Regions from separate parts of the Ovis aries genome. Here regions 1 and 3 are each linked to region 2. The links are chromatin contacts, called in public Hi-C maps. All regions are on one chromosome and are shown on one strand. Each heading gives the region's core, a stretch centred on a gene start, on an enhancer-like site or on the middle of the called end of the contact. The rest is flanking DNA. Distances are from core to core; before and after follow the strand shown. Region 1 overlaps ZNF469 (zinc finger protein 469). Region 2 overlaps BANP (BTG3 associated nuclear protein). Region 3 overlaps ZFPM1 (zinc finger protein, FOG family member 1).

What was found. Hi-C and Micro-C count contacts between places; a contact is called where the count stands out from the background.
Region 1: a contact with region 2 is called in a Hi-C map of hypothalamus, with 5 times the contacts expected there. The contact joins two enhancer-like sites. A contact is called at or near these places in 4 of 16 Hi-C or Micro-C datasets (hypothalamus, liver and tail adipose tissue).
Region 3: a Hi-C map of hypothalamus shows a contact between it and region 2, with 3 times the contacts expected there. The contact joins two enhancer-like sites. A contact is called at or near these places in 2 of 16 Hi-C or Micro-C datasets (hypothalamus and tail adipose tissue).

Annotation. Positions count from the first base shown.
Region 1 is chr14:13,257,974-13,262,143 of ARS-UI_Ramb_v3.0, reverse strand. It overlaps ZNF469 (zinc finger protein 469), which reads right to left. Exons shown (of 5, transcript XM_042231537.1): 5 at 3,499-4,170. Among named protein-coding and RNA genes, the nearest start is that of ZFPM1, 7.3 kb to the left of the region's middle. Within about 2 kb of position 2,398, at least 1 of the 54 cell types and tissues checked has an H3K27ac peak or open chromatin away from gene starts, as enhancers often do. A contact at or near this core is called in hypothalamus, where this site is marked.
Region 2 is chr14:12,952,774-12,957,015 of ARS-UI_Ramb_v3.0, reverse strand. BANP (BTG3 associated nuclear protein) reads right to left here. Exons shown (of 13, transcript XM_060397901.1): 4 at 2,340-2,539. Among named protein-coding and RNA genes, the nearest start is that of BANP, 24 kb to the right of the region's middle. Within about 2 kb of position 2,670, at least 8 of the 54 cell types and tissues checked have an H3K27ac peak or open chromatin away from gene starts, as enhancers often do. A contact at or near this core is called in hypothalamus, where this site is marked.
Region 3 is chr14:13,315,989-13,320,213 of ARS-UI_Ramb_v3.0, reverse strand. The region is part of intron 4 of ZFPM1 (zinc finger protein, FOG family member 1); the gene reads right to left. Among named protein-coding and RNA genes, the nearest start is that of ZFPM1, 51 kb to the right of the region's middle. Within about 2 kb of position 2,378, at least 9 of the 54 cell types and tissues checked have an H3K27ac peak or open chromatin away from gene starts, as enhancers often do. A contact at or near this core is called in hypothalamus, where this site is marked.

The sequences.
Region 1 (4,170 bases), core at 1,149-3,648, 310 kb before region 2:
GAGAGTAGGTTTCAGGAAGCTCACACTTCCCTGGCCGCCTCCTTCCTTCTAACCTCCCACTTCCTCCCGCTCCAGCACTGGAGGTACAACTGTGGACAGCACACAGGACAGGCACTCAGAGTCCAGCGGCAGGGGAGCAGCCAGGATTAGTGAGTGGGCCATGGGCACCCCAGGGCAAGCATGTCTCAGCCCCGAGGCCTCGGGCCTGGGCACTGGGGGGCAGCTGTCATCTTAGCAGGTGGTTAAGAAGGCTGCAGATAGGAGGTGCCACCTAAGCAAAGCCCCTAAGAAGGGGAGGGGAGGGAGGGAGCCAAGTGGATGGTGTGGGGAGAAGCTCCGGCCAGAGCCAGTGAGCCCCAGCACTCAGTCTTCGGAGGGAGCCCGAGAGTCAGGGCTGGACGGGTTTCTGGTGACGCTGCACCCAGAGGGGAAGGTGAGACCCCTGGCACTCGCCCTCCTGCCTGGGCCCAGCAATGTGCCTGAGTCTCTCGCAGCTGAGACTGCAGCTGAGACCGAGGTGTGTTTAGGCCCAGCTAAACCTAGGGAGGGCCCTGTCTGCAACCTCTCTCAGTCGGGGGCTCCAGGGAGGAGGCTGGTGGCCTTGAGCTGCAGCCCACAAGGCCAGGCCATCTGGTCAGGGAGGCAGACATTGGCCCGTGGGAAGGGGCTGTGGCCTTGGGTGCCCAGGCCTAGGCGGGAAGGCTTTGTGTGGCTGCTTCTGGGCAGTGGTCCTGCAGCCACAGCAGCGGGACCCTGGGCCCGCTGGCCACCCACCAGACAGGCAGAGAAGTGGGATCTCGCAGGGTTCAGCCTCAGGCTCAAGACCAGAGCCCACCACGGCACATTTCGGGTGACACACAGGACCAACAGCCTCCAGGTCCTGTGCCCCCACGGCGGTGCTTAGAGGGATCCCAGTGACGCGGACCTGGCCCATCCCTGGTGGCCCTCTCTGTGGGACCCCGGACGTATGGATTCTTCTGCCTGTGTGAGTGTGGCCTTCTACACCCTCTCCCTGGGAGGCTGGGTTCTCTGAGGCATCTGTGGCCCCTGCTGCTACTGCTAAGTCGCTTCAGTCGTGTCCGACTCTTGTGACCCCATAGACGGCAGCCCACCAGGCTCCCCCGTCCCTGGGATTCTCTAGGCAAGAACACTGGAGTGGGTTGCCATTTCCTTCTCCAGTGCATGAAAGTGAAAAGTCAAAGTGAAGTTGCTCAGTCGTGTCCAACTCTTCGCGACCCCATGGACTGCAGCCCACCAGGCTCCTCAGTTCATGGGATTTTCCAGGCAAGAGTACTGGAGTGGGGTGCCATTGCCTTTTCCCCTTGCCTTGGCCCCTAGGCAAGCCCATCCTAAGGACGTTCTCCAGCCATTCCCGGTGGATGTGGCCTCTGGCCGCCCAGGCAAGCCTCCCCCTTCATGGGGTCTGGGGACAGGGCCCGAGGATGGGGCCTGCCGCCTGCTCCACTGCCGGCTCTTTCCCTCCTGCAGCCCTATGCCCCATGCCCGGGCAGACTCCCGCGTGCTCCCTGCCCCTCCTCACCTGGTCCCAGGCACCATCTTCTCTCTGGCCCCGTGTCCGGACTGGTGGGGCCAAAGGGTCACTGGGGTCAGGCTTCGGGACCTGGTGGAGTGCAGCTGTCAGGTACAGCCTTCACCTTGCTGCCGACCCTCAGACTCCCCTGCTCCTTGCCTCACCTGGCAGATCTGGGGGGTACTCTGGCTTCCTAGAGGGGGCGAGCCAGGCCCTTGGGGCCCAGGCAGAAGGGCCTGTGGGGGCCAGGCTCTGCCTCCTCGGGTCCTCAGGGAGCCGTGGCCCCTGAACAGGGTCTGTGCCCACCAAATCCTCTCCCACTCCGTCCAGCCTGCTGTCACAGCCCACATGGGGCCCTTCAGGACGCCCACCCTGGACCCCTCGCTCAGGCCGGTTCCCACAGATGTGCCCAGAATCAGTCAGATGTGTGGTTGTGTGTGTGGGTGCTTGTGTGTGGTTGTGTGTATGTATGTTGTTGTGTGTGTGGCTGTCTGTGGTTATATGTGTGGTGTGTGTGTCTGTGGCTGTGTGTGTGGGTACTTGTGTATGGTTGTGGGTGTGTGGTTGTATGTGTGGCTGTGGTTGTTTGTGTGGTTGTGTGTGTGGCTGTCTGGTTGTATGTGTGGTTGTGTGTGTGGCTGTCTGTGGTTTATGTGTGGTTGTCTGCATGGGTGTCTGTGGTTCTATGTGTGTGGGTGCTTGTGTGTGGTTGTGTGTGGGTGGTTGTATGCGTGGCTGTCTGTGGTTGCGTGAGGCCTGGGAACAGTGCACCCGTGTGTGTGAGGACGAGGGTGCCCCGCGTACCTGTGACGTGCGTGTGTACCTGAGCTGCCCCGGCCTCGCCGAGCTGGTGAATGCTGCCACCTGCTGGCCAGGCTGCCACTGTCCACACACTGGGGCTCGCAGCCCTGCCGTGGGCTCAGGACCCAGGAGGGCAGGTTCACTCATGTCCCGCCCCGAAGACTAGAGCTGAGGGGTCCCCGATGTCATGCGCCTCTGCACCCATGGGCACCTGACCGTGCAGAGCGCCAGCCTCACCCCTCCCCCACCAATCACAGCCTGTGGCAGGGCCTGGACACCCCATCGTGCTTCCAGGGACGAGGAGGCCAGCCTGAGGCTGGCCGAGGCATGGCGAGCCGGGCAGGGGCACCCAGTGCTGCAGACCTGGCTGGCCCCACAAGGTGTCCACCACCAAGTCCTGGGATGGTGTTTCTCAAGTGTGGCTCCGAGCCCACTGATTCCACCCACTGCAGCCCCAACCCCCGGCTGGCACCCCTTGTCAGCTGCTAGTTTGTTCTGCAGCCCACAGAAGGTGTGTAAGTACCAGACAGAGGAGGCAGCCTGCTGGGCAGGGGGCATCGATGAGAGGGGCTGAGGCTGAGGGCAAGGACCTGGGCAGGGTGTCCCTGGTGGATGGAAGTGTGGGGCCAGGGCCTGGTGGGACAAGGGGAGTGGTGGGGTGGGTGGGGCTGTGGCAAGGTGGTCCCTGCACCATGTGCAGAACCTGTCTCCCTGTGGATGGCGTGGCTCCCCCTCCCACTGTCCAGCAGGTGTGGTTGGGGGCCTGCTCTGAGAGATGCACCCCCACTCTGCCCCCACCAAGCCCAGGCAGCTGTCAGGGGCTGGACAGGGATCTGCTGCCCTCCAAGTACTTGTCCCTGACACAGGGGTCTCTGGAGGCATCTTCAGGACTCAGGGTCCCTAGGGGTCAGAGCCTGTAGTGGGGGAAGGTCTCTGGGTCTGGTGCCCCCTGCTGTCTCTGTTGCCCTCTGGCTCCCTAACCCAGAGGGGCCTGCAGCGCTGAGGCACTATCTTCGCCGGGTTAACAGGTCTGGGACCTGGTGGGACCGCTGCACTGCCAGTAGGCTCTGCAGGGCCACGTGACCCTAGGACAGGACGAGGGTGGCAGCTTGGCGGAGCAGCAGGGTGGGGCTGGCGGGAGGACAGAGGCCACGGCGGAGGCACCCTGTGACAACAGTGGGCATATATTTGACAGCACGGATTGCTACGGTTTTTACAGTACAACCTCAGAGCCCCCCCCCCCCCACCCCGGGTTTATTCATCAGCACTAAAGAGGCACTCTGAGTGGCACACACACCTTTTACAAAAAAAGGCAGTTTGGGCTTGATTTGGTCTCTTTCAAAATATCAAAATTAGAACTTTTGACATACACACTGTACCTAAGGTTAAAATGAAGAAACAGAACAAAACAAACCACAAACCTCAGAGACACCTAAGGACAGAAGGTAGCCTCTCCCCACCTCCTGCCCCTGTGAAGACACGATTCTGTAGAAAGGACATGTGTGCCGGCCCCTGGGTCGGGTCAGTGCGTGAGCCGGCCTTGAGGGTCCCATCTGGCTGCTCCGACCAACCATGGGGCTGGGGCTGCACGCAGGCAGCTGGGAGCCAGTCAGGGCTTCTTGGGCCGCTGGTGCCTCGGGCAGCCTGTATGACCCCTAGCACCTCTTGGTCCGACCCCATCCCCCAGGTAAAACAAATCAAGGAAGCCTATATTCACATTACATGAAAATAGCACCAGAAACTTCAGAGTAAAATTGCTCATACTTGCAGCAGAGAGCTCCGTGTAGGAGACAGGCTCTAGAGAGGGCAACTACGGAGGCTGGGGTGGAGGTGGTGGG
Region 2 (4,242 bases), core at 1,421-3,920:
ATATTAATAGACCTGCCAATAAGTATATTCAATAATATGCTAATGTGACAATATGATTCTTTAAAACAAGAAAAGCTGAGTTGTGTGAACTAGATTACACACCTGAGTCCGCATGAGGAAACTACTCTTTTGTTACTGTGAATGCACACAGAGAGCAGCTCACAGGCCTCTGCACAATCAAAGCTCCTCCCCGCAGAGCAAAGCACGGGAGGCTCTGACCAGGAAGGCTGCTCGCGGGTCTCCTGGAACGCTGGGGAGAGAAGCCTGGAAATGCCTCCCCGAGTCTGGCGGGCGTGGCCACGGCGGTCCCTCACTGGCCTGTGGGAGGGGCCAGGGCGGGCAGTCCTCCTTTCCAGGCTGGGCAGTGTGGACGCCGAGCACAACTCAGCACAACTGTACAACACGCCCCGCCACCCCTGTGTCGCCCATGGCAAGTGGAGGGGGGCGCCCTGTCCTCCTCCCAGGACCTGAGACCAGGGCAGCCCAAACCAGTGGCCTCGGGATCCACACACAGCCGCAGTGGTACCTACAACCCCGCAGACTCGTCCCCGTCCCGTCCCATGGGACCACACAGACCAGAGACGGGGAGCCTGAACATCGTGCCCCTGTCCCCAGGGACAACCTTTCCCCACACGGTGACAAAGCGACAAGCCACCAGGCTGTCCTCACTCAGGGCAGGAAACTTGCCTTCACTCTTGCCTCAGCTCTCAGAGCAGCTATCCTTGAAGGGGGGCCTGAGGGGCAGAGACCGAGGGGCTGACAGCCTGTGAGGACGAGAAGCCTAACACCACCTCTCTCCCCACACCCACTGCCAACATCCCAGACATTCAGATCGAGAATCCGGCTTATAACTCGCTGAGCCCAGACTCACCATGTTTCACATTCACACACAAAATATTTCTGTATAATTTTAACATAATGTGAATTTTCCAGAAATTTTACTATCATTTGAGTCTAGAAAGAACTGTACGTTGTTTTACTTGTCACTTTAACAGGAACCACCCTTTCTGTAATATTCCACCACCAACTGGCATCCCAGTTCCAGGGCGACAGCCTCCCGGCCGTCAGCTGACGTGGGCCTATCCACGGCCTCCCGACATAGCCCCCAGCCTTCTATGCATTATGACATGTGGTACATTATTATACGTTATACGCTCCCATCCTTTAGTTTTTTAAATTACGAGTTCTATTTTCTAGACATTACATCTTAGGGTAAGGGGTCATTACAAAAAATTTTCCTTTAAAACGGCACTGGTCCTGGCAAGTCTGAGTCTCTCTGCAGAGAAAACACGCTCCATCAAGTGTCCATGGGGAGAAAAGACACGACTGACCATCAGGACATGGTATAAACACTGGGTGAAACAGCACAGACCACCTGGCCTTCCTCTGGGGACAGAGACCCCTGGGGCCTCCCCAACCCTGGCTGGAGAGCAGGTGTCGGGGCCATTCTGTGTCCCCAACACACCATGACACTTCTGAGAGTTACAAGGGCCCACACTGCAGGTGTTGTCCACAGCCATCCCAGGCAAACCAACAGGCAGCCACTGGACGCTGGCCCGTCCATGAATGCCCTTCCCCAATCCCACGTGCCCCAAAAAGCACTGCCCCTTCCCCAGGGGGCAGATGGGGGACCCGCAGACAAGGCAGAACCCTGGCCGGGGCCCCTACTCCTGAGCAGCTCCCCCCCCCGCCGCCTCTTCCGCACTCAGCGGGAGGCAGCAGGTGGCCCAGAGACCCTTGGTAAAGGTCCCAGCTCTCATCAAGCACAGACAGGTGTCACCACCACCACCACAAGACCTCTCCGCAGCCCCTCGTGGGAAAGGACAGCAACACCAGCAGGATGGACGGATGCAGCCACTCCGGCCGGGGCTTCCACTCGTCTCCGCGGCTTGATGGTGCCCGGGACCAAGCACAGGCACCCCGATCAAAGGCAGGGACACCCCCACATCGGCCCACACGTTCCCAAGTCTCTGATTCCAACAGTACCTGAACTACTGCACATCCCACTACAGTTAGGCTCTAAACAGAAGAAAACCAAGAGGCACAATAAAAGATACAGGCTTGACTGGAAAGTCTGATACTCTCAAGTGAAATTTATAAAAAGCTATCTCTGAAGAAAGACAATCTCTCAAGCCTAGCCAGATGGAACAGGAAAAGAGAAGAAACACACGTCCAGCTTCAAAGCCTGGCGGGCCACTTCCAAAGCAGAGATGCCCAGCTCATGCCACGAAGAGGCTGTGAGGACGGCCCAGCTGCTCGGAAAAGGCCGTGTCTCGTCCAGGTCTGACTAGCGTCCCACCCTGAATGCCGAGGGCACAGCCTGGGGAGGGGGCTCTCACCATCGCACTTTGTTGCAGGTCTGAGTGGCGCCGAGGGGTGAGCCAGCCACCATGGGCACCTGGATGGGGCTGTGCTGCTTGTTGGTAACCAGGTCCAGCTTCTCTTCCAGGGATTTACACGTGGCCTCCAGAGCCTGCAGCTTGGCTTCAATGCTATCCAATCGCAAGCAGATTGTCTGGTTAATGGAATACAGGAATGACTGCAAGAGAAAAACAGAAGAGCTTCAGGAAGGGCCTCTGGAAGTCCAGGCAGACAGTTCCAAGAACACCGAGCAGCTCTCTCCCACACTCGGCTGCATCTGTCCCCACAGGACGAGCCCGGCACTCCAGCTCCACTTGTGAGCAGCAGCGTCTCAGGAAACAAGCTGGACCCTGTCCACTCATAGCATGACTGACTCTGCTGGGAGCAGCTGCAACTCTCAGTTACACTGAGATCCACAGAACACAGAACCTAAGTGAGCTTTATGACGTGAGTTTATTAATCAGTAAACCTACACGTAAAACTAGTCAAATGCATCTATGAAAACAGATTACACCCAACATAAGAGCCCAGAAACCTGCCTGCTCCCGGGACACCCACCGCCCCAAGGTGAGGGGTGGTGCCGCAGCTCCCGCGTGTAGAGCGGCACAGCTGCCACCTAGTGGCTGTTCGAAGAGCCGCCGCACCTTCCAGCGCTGTCACCCAAGTCCCGCCTGGGACCAAGGACCGGCTCAAACACCAGGTGGGAAGCTGCCGCCTCCCCCAGCAGCCACTCCTGCCGTGGGTCAACAGGGACACGGAGCGACGTGGGGTGTGCCCCTGCTGGCCTCGCAGCTGACACAGGGACGAGGCTGCCAGGCGGGAGCCAGCCCGTGATGGCTCAGCTCAGCTCAGCAGAGAGGCAGTGTCCAAGGCTCCTCTGATGTAAGCATCGTGACAACCACTCACCGGTAGCCGAAGTCCCAAGGTCAAATCACTAATGACCCCCCTATTTTTTACAATTTGAAGACATCAACCGTGCGGCTCCCCAATTCTCTAAACAGTAAAACTTCATCGTCTTAATCCTGAATTAGAAATGATTCCGCCTGGAGTTTGGATGAACATCAGTTATTACATACCAGTAACACAACTTCACAAATCAATAAAGCAAAGAAAGGCCGAGAATAGCACTTTTAAATAAGTCTTCTAGATACAAGTGAGATTAACCAAGAATCATCCAAATCTATCCTTTTAGCAGAGCTCTGGCAACCTGGCGAGCACACTTTCCCAAGGACGTGAGGGCAGGTTCCAGCTGCAGCCCGAGGCCCTGCTCACCGGCCAGGGACGCGGCAGGACCGCTCTCACTTGACCTTGTCCACGTCTGACTGGTATGCTATTCACCACACAAGCCTCTTCTGCGATGAGATTCTCACTGCATTTTATTTTTAACTATATAATGTAGGGTTACTGAACCAGTGGTCCTCTATACATTTATCTGAAATAGAATTTTAAGCGGATGTGTCTTCACCCACTAGGTTAAGGTCATGCTGCTTCTCCATGTTAACAAGATGACCCAGACGTTTTTACACAGAAGGCCCAGGTAAACAGAGAATACAGCTGTACAGCACAGGGAACTTTACTCAATACTCCATAATGAGCTGTACGGAAAAAGAATCTAAAAAAAAGTGGATACATGTATGTGTACGCTTTGCTGTACAGCAGAAACAAACACAATATTGCATAAATCAGCTAAAAGTTCCTTGGGTTTTCCTCTGCACTACAATCCTAACTTCTCACAGGAGCTGGCGTTCATCTCTGTGGCTCTGCAAACAGCAGACCCAACAAATTAAGCCAAGAAACAGCGATCGCCCACTGACTGAGCCAGTGGTTTCCAAGGCCCCATCTAGCAAATCGTAGAGTTTAGGTACCCTAAACAACAGACAC
Region 3 (4,225 bases), core at 1,129-3,628, 360 kb before region 2:
CCTCTGTCCGGTCCATCCTGGGGCCGGCAGGTGGCGGACACGCGAGGAACCTCTTCCTGGGCCCAGCAGCCCCACGAGGTCCCTGGGCAGCAAGACATCCCCCTGTCTTGCTGGCTGAGCACCCAGCCTCCCTGCGGCTCCCTAAGCGTGGTCAGCCCCCGCCCCCACCTTGCTGGTAGCACCCTTCTCCTACCTCACAGGTGAGGGAAGGGAATGGGGGCAGCTCACTCCCCCAGTGGCCTGGCCTGAGAGTCCAGCCTTTGAAGCGCCCAGCGGGGAGTACAGAGCTTGCCCTGCTTGGCCCCAGGAGGTTGGGGTGACCACTGCCGCCCGTCAGGCTGCAGCCCCAGGGCTGGGTGGGTTCTGGACTGCTCCTCTCCAGTGGGGTGGCCAAGCTCAGGCCCTGGGTGCCGTGTGCAGACTGTGTTGAGCTAACTGTAAGACCGTGTTATCTGCTGCCCCCTGGACGGGGACGTTTGTGCACCCTGGGGCACCTGTGGCAGTTGGCCAGGATGCTATGTGGTGGGATGTCTGGGGCAAGTAGCACTTGGTGGGGGGCGGTCCTCTGATGGGTTGTGGGCACCACCATGCCTGGTCCCATGGCTTCACTAGGCTTTGCTTGCAGGGACCATGTGGGCTCCAGAGCTGGGTACCGGGGTGCAGTCCAGACTCCCTGACTGGGAGACTTGGGAGGGCGCTGGCCCTCAATACACAGCGGCCTCACCGCACCCCTCTGCACCTTGCCCTCATCCTGTGGTGGACTCGGGCAGTCCAGCCAGCGGACCAGCTGCATGGCTCAGTCGTAACAGTCGTCCAGTGGGTCACAGGAGTGGAGCTGGCCAGCACCATGCCCTCCTGCCTGGGCCCCAGCATCTCTGCAGAAAGGGCGATGCCCAGAGCCTGCATGCCCCCTTGACAGACCTTGTGCTGCCGCCTGCTCTTGGGGTGGGTCACGTCCCTCTCTGAGACTTGGTTTCCCCTGGGGCACCAGGCAGTCACCATCGGTGTGGCGCCCACCCTCACTTTGGACAACACCTGCCTGGCAAGTGAAGAACAGGAGCAGGGCCACCCTTGTGCCTCGGGGCCCAGGAGGCCACCAGGCTGTCAACCGCCAGACGTCAACTGGAGGCGACGGGCTCCACCAAGGAGCTGGCTTTTGAGGGCCAGCCGCAGAGCTGGGGATCTCCCCGCTGGGAGGTTTTTGCCGCCCATAGCTGGGGACAGGCTGGGGCCAAAGTGGAGTGGGCGCAGCAGCGAGTGGCCGGCGGCTCCTGCATCCTGGCTGGCCCAACTTGGGCCAGCAGCTCGCGGAGGCGGGGGCTTCTCTGAGTCTCTAATGAATATTAATAAGTGGAGGAGGGAGAAAAAAATTAATCTGCCTGATCCTCAGATGGGTGCTGCGGTAACGATATGAAATCTAATTATTCGTCCCAATATTTCTAAACCCTCAAACTGAGACTGACAGCCTCCCGGTCGGTTTAGTGCTTATCACTCCCAGGAGCAGCGTGTTCGCGGCATGATAAAAGCACAGCCCTGCTGACGCTGCAGAACCCCCGATTCTCCACGTCCGTCCACGCGGAGGGCAGGAGGCAGCGCCATGTTCCTGGGGGCTCTGTGCCTCCCGCCAGGAGCAGCCCGTTGCCTGGTGGCTGCCCTGGACTGGCTGGGTGCCCATGAGGGTGGGCGAGGGGCAGGGGACGTGGGGACCCCATGCCTGACTCCCAAGAGGGAGAGGGGCCAGGAGATCCAGGGTTAGGACCCTTCCCCCTCATTCCCTTGGCCCTTAATACTCTGGGGGAGCCTGGCCCCCACTTACATGGGCAAGGCTGAGCCCACCAGCCCTGGCCTCCCCCCCTGCGCTTGGACCCTAGGGGTGCAGGCACCAGCACCCCGCCACAGTTCCAGGGAAGGGAGCACACCTCCACCCACCCTGTCCCGGGAGCTGCAGCCTGCCCTCCACCCAGCCCTGGGCGGTGAGGACAGATTTCAGTCTCTGCCCTCCCTGCTGTGAAGGGGCAGACATGGTTCGAGCTGCTCTGTTCTATCTTTTCTTCTCCCCCTCTGCCCCCCCGCCCCTAATTCCAGGCAGCCTGGGGACAGAGCCCTTTTCTCTGGTGGTTGAAGGTCCTGTGGGCAGCAGGGTGTGAGCCCTTCTGCCAAAACCATCAGAGACCGGCTACCTCCCCTCCTGGGGCATCCCAGGCTCACTGCTGAGCTTGGGTCTAGCTCGCTCTGGACAGGCTAGGTTCCCCACCCTGCCTTAACCGTGGGGGTTGCTTGGTCCCTTCCTGCTCCAGCATAGTGGGCGGCCCCTTTAAATTCTCTGGGTGCATCTGAGAACCCTCCTTGTTCCCCCAACAAAGAGGTCAGTGTCTGGGTTCTGTGCCCAATGATAACCATCAGAAACCCTATCTCTACCGCATCCGCTGTGACAGCCATATCTCAGGCTGTTCCCAAACCTGCCTTGCGTCCGTGAAGCAGCATCCAGGGGTGGCAGGGTCCTGGCTCAGAGAGCCAGACGGCCCGTGGAAGGCCTCCCAGGGCACCATGGGCAGGCTCACGGGAGGTCAGGGGCGCAGGCTGTGGTGGGCTCTGATCAGGCCTGCACCCCTGTCTTGTCAGTCTGTCCCAGAGGCATCCCCACCCAGGGGGCGGCTCAGGTGTGTCAGGCGAGAGAAGCACAAGGGACCCACCGTGTGCCATGCCTAGGCTGGGCATCTTCCCTTAGGGATCATTCCCTATGGCAACTGCAGGAAGAGGGGCCTCACCAGGAGGGCCCTTGTCTGGTGCGCTGCAGCACCCCACCCTCTGGCCAGTGCTCATCCTGCTGAAAGTTTGGCTCTGCCCGGCCATGACCACTGATGACAACCTTTGGGGGAGTTCCTGTGGGGAGAGCCACTCAGAGCCTGTGGTGCCCGAAGGCCCAGCTCCGTCTGCGTGGAGCCAGCTGACCTCATGTCAGCCTCATGGGCCGGGGCTGCCTGCCCAGACCTGCTGCTCCTCCAGAGGGTCCCTCCTGCCTCTCGTGGACGTCATGGTGGCCTTGCAGATAAAGTGGATGAGCTCTGGGAGGGCAGCTGGACAGATAGATGGATGGGTCAGGTTAGTGCAGGCCTGCTTGTTCATTCATCCATCCACCATCCATTTACCCTTTCACATATTCACATACCTACCTATCCATCCGCTCACCCACCCATCCACCCATCTTCTGCCTGCCCACAGATTCACCCACCTGTCCATTCTTCACTTGTCCATCCACCTTCCATTTATCCGTCCACTACCCACTCATCCATCCACCGTCCACCTGCCCGTTCACCCGGCACTCAACCTTCCATCTGACATCTACCTGTACACGCATCCATCCATGTATCCATCCAGTGTCCACTCACCCTTCCATCCATCCTCGTCCATCTACTATCTTTCTCTATTATCCATCCATCTTCTGCCCATACATCCAGCACTTAACCTTCTGCCTAACATCTATGTGCCTGTACACGCATCCATCCAGTTATCTAGCCAGTATCCACTCACCCTCCCATCCATCCACCAACACCCTTCCATCCACCTCTGCCCATTCTACCATCCAGGTCATCTGTCTACCATCTGCCTGTCCACCTATCCATCCATCCCTCTGCTTATCCTCCACTCTTCATCCTCTTACCCGTCTACATATCCACCCACTACCCACCCTGAACATTTCTTCTGCATCGGAGTACAAGTTTTACACTGCTGGGCCTCCAGCCCCTGGGTTTCCAGTGAAGGCCCTAGTTGCATCCTGGGGTATCTTGAGGTCCCACAGCGAACCAACTCTTGACTCCTAGCAGGCTCTGAGGACTGTGTGCTTTCCTCAGTCCCATCCCTAAGGCCTGGCGTGTGCGAGGACGGCCACCGTGCCTCCCCTCTGCTCTGCAGGCGGTCTAGGCCCAGGGTGATTGTGGGAAAGTGCTGCCACACCCCAGAGTTGCCCCTCTCCCACTTCGTCCTCCAAATAGCAAAGACAAGCTGCCTGGCAGGCGATGGGATGGTCTGGGGTGGGAGGTACTCGGGGGAGAGAGCCGGGCCCATCAACTGAGCTCGATAAGGGGCCCGCTGGAACGCTAGCGAAAATATTTAGACAATAAGTGAAGTATCCGAGAGGCACGCGTATCTTTAAGAAATCAATCATCTTGTACGCGTGTCTGGACACTTGGCGCCAAGGTGGAGATAGTGCCTGCTGGGAAGATAA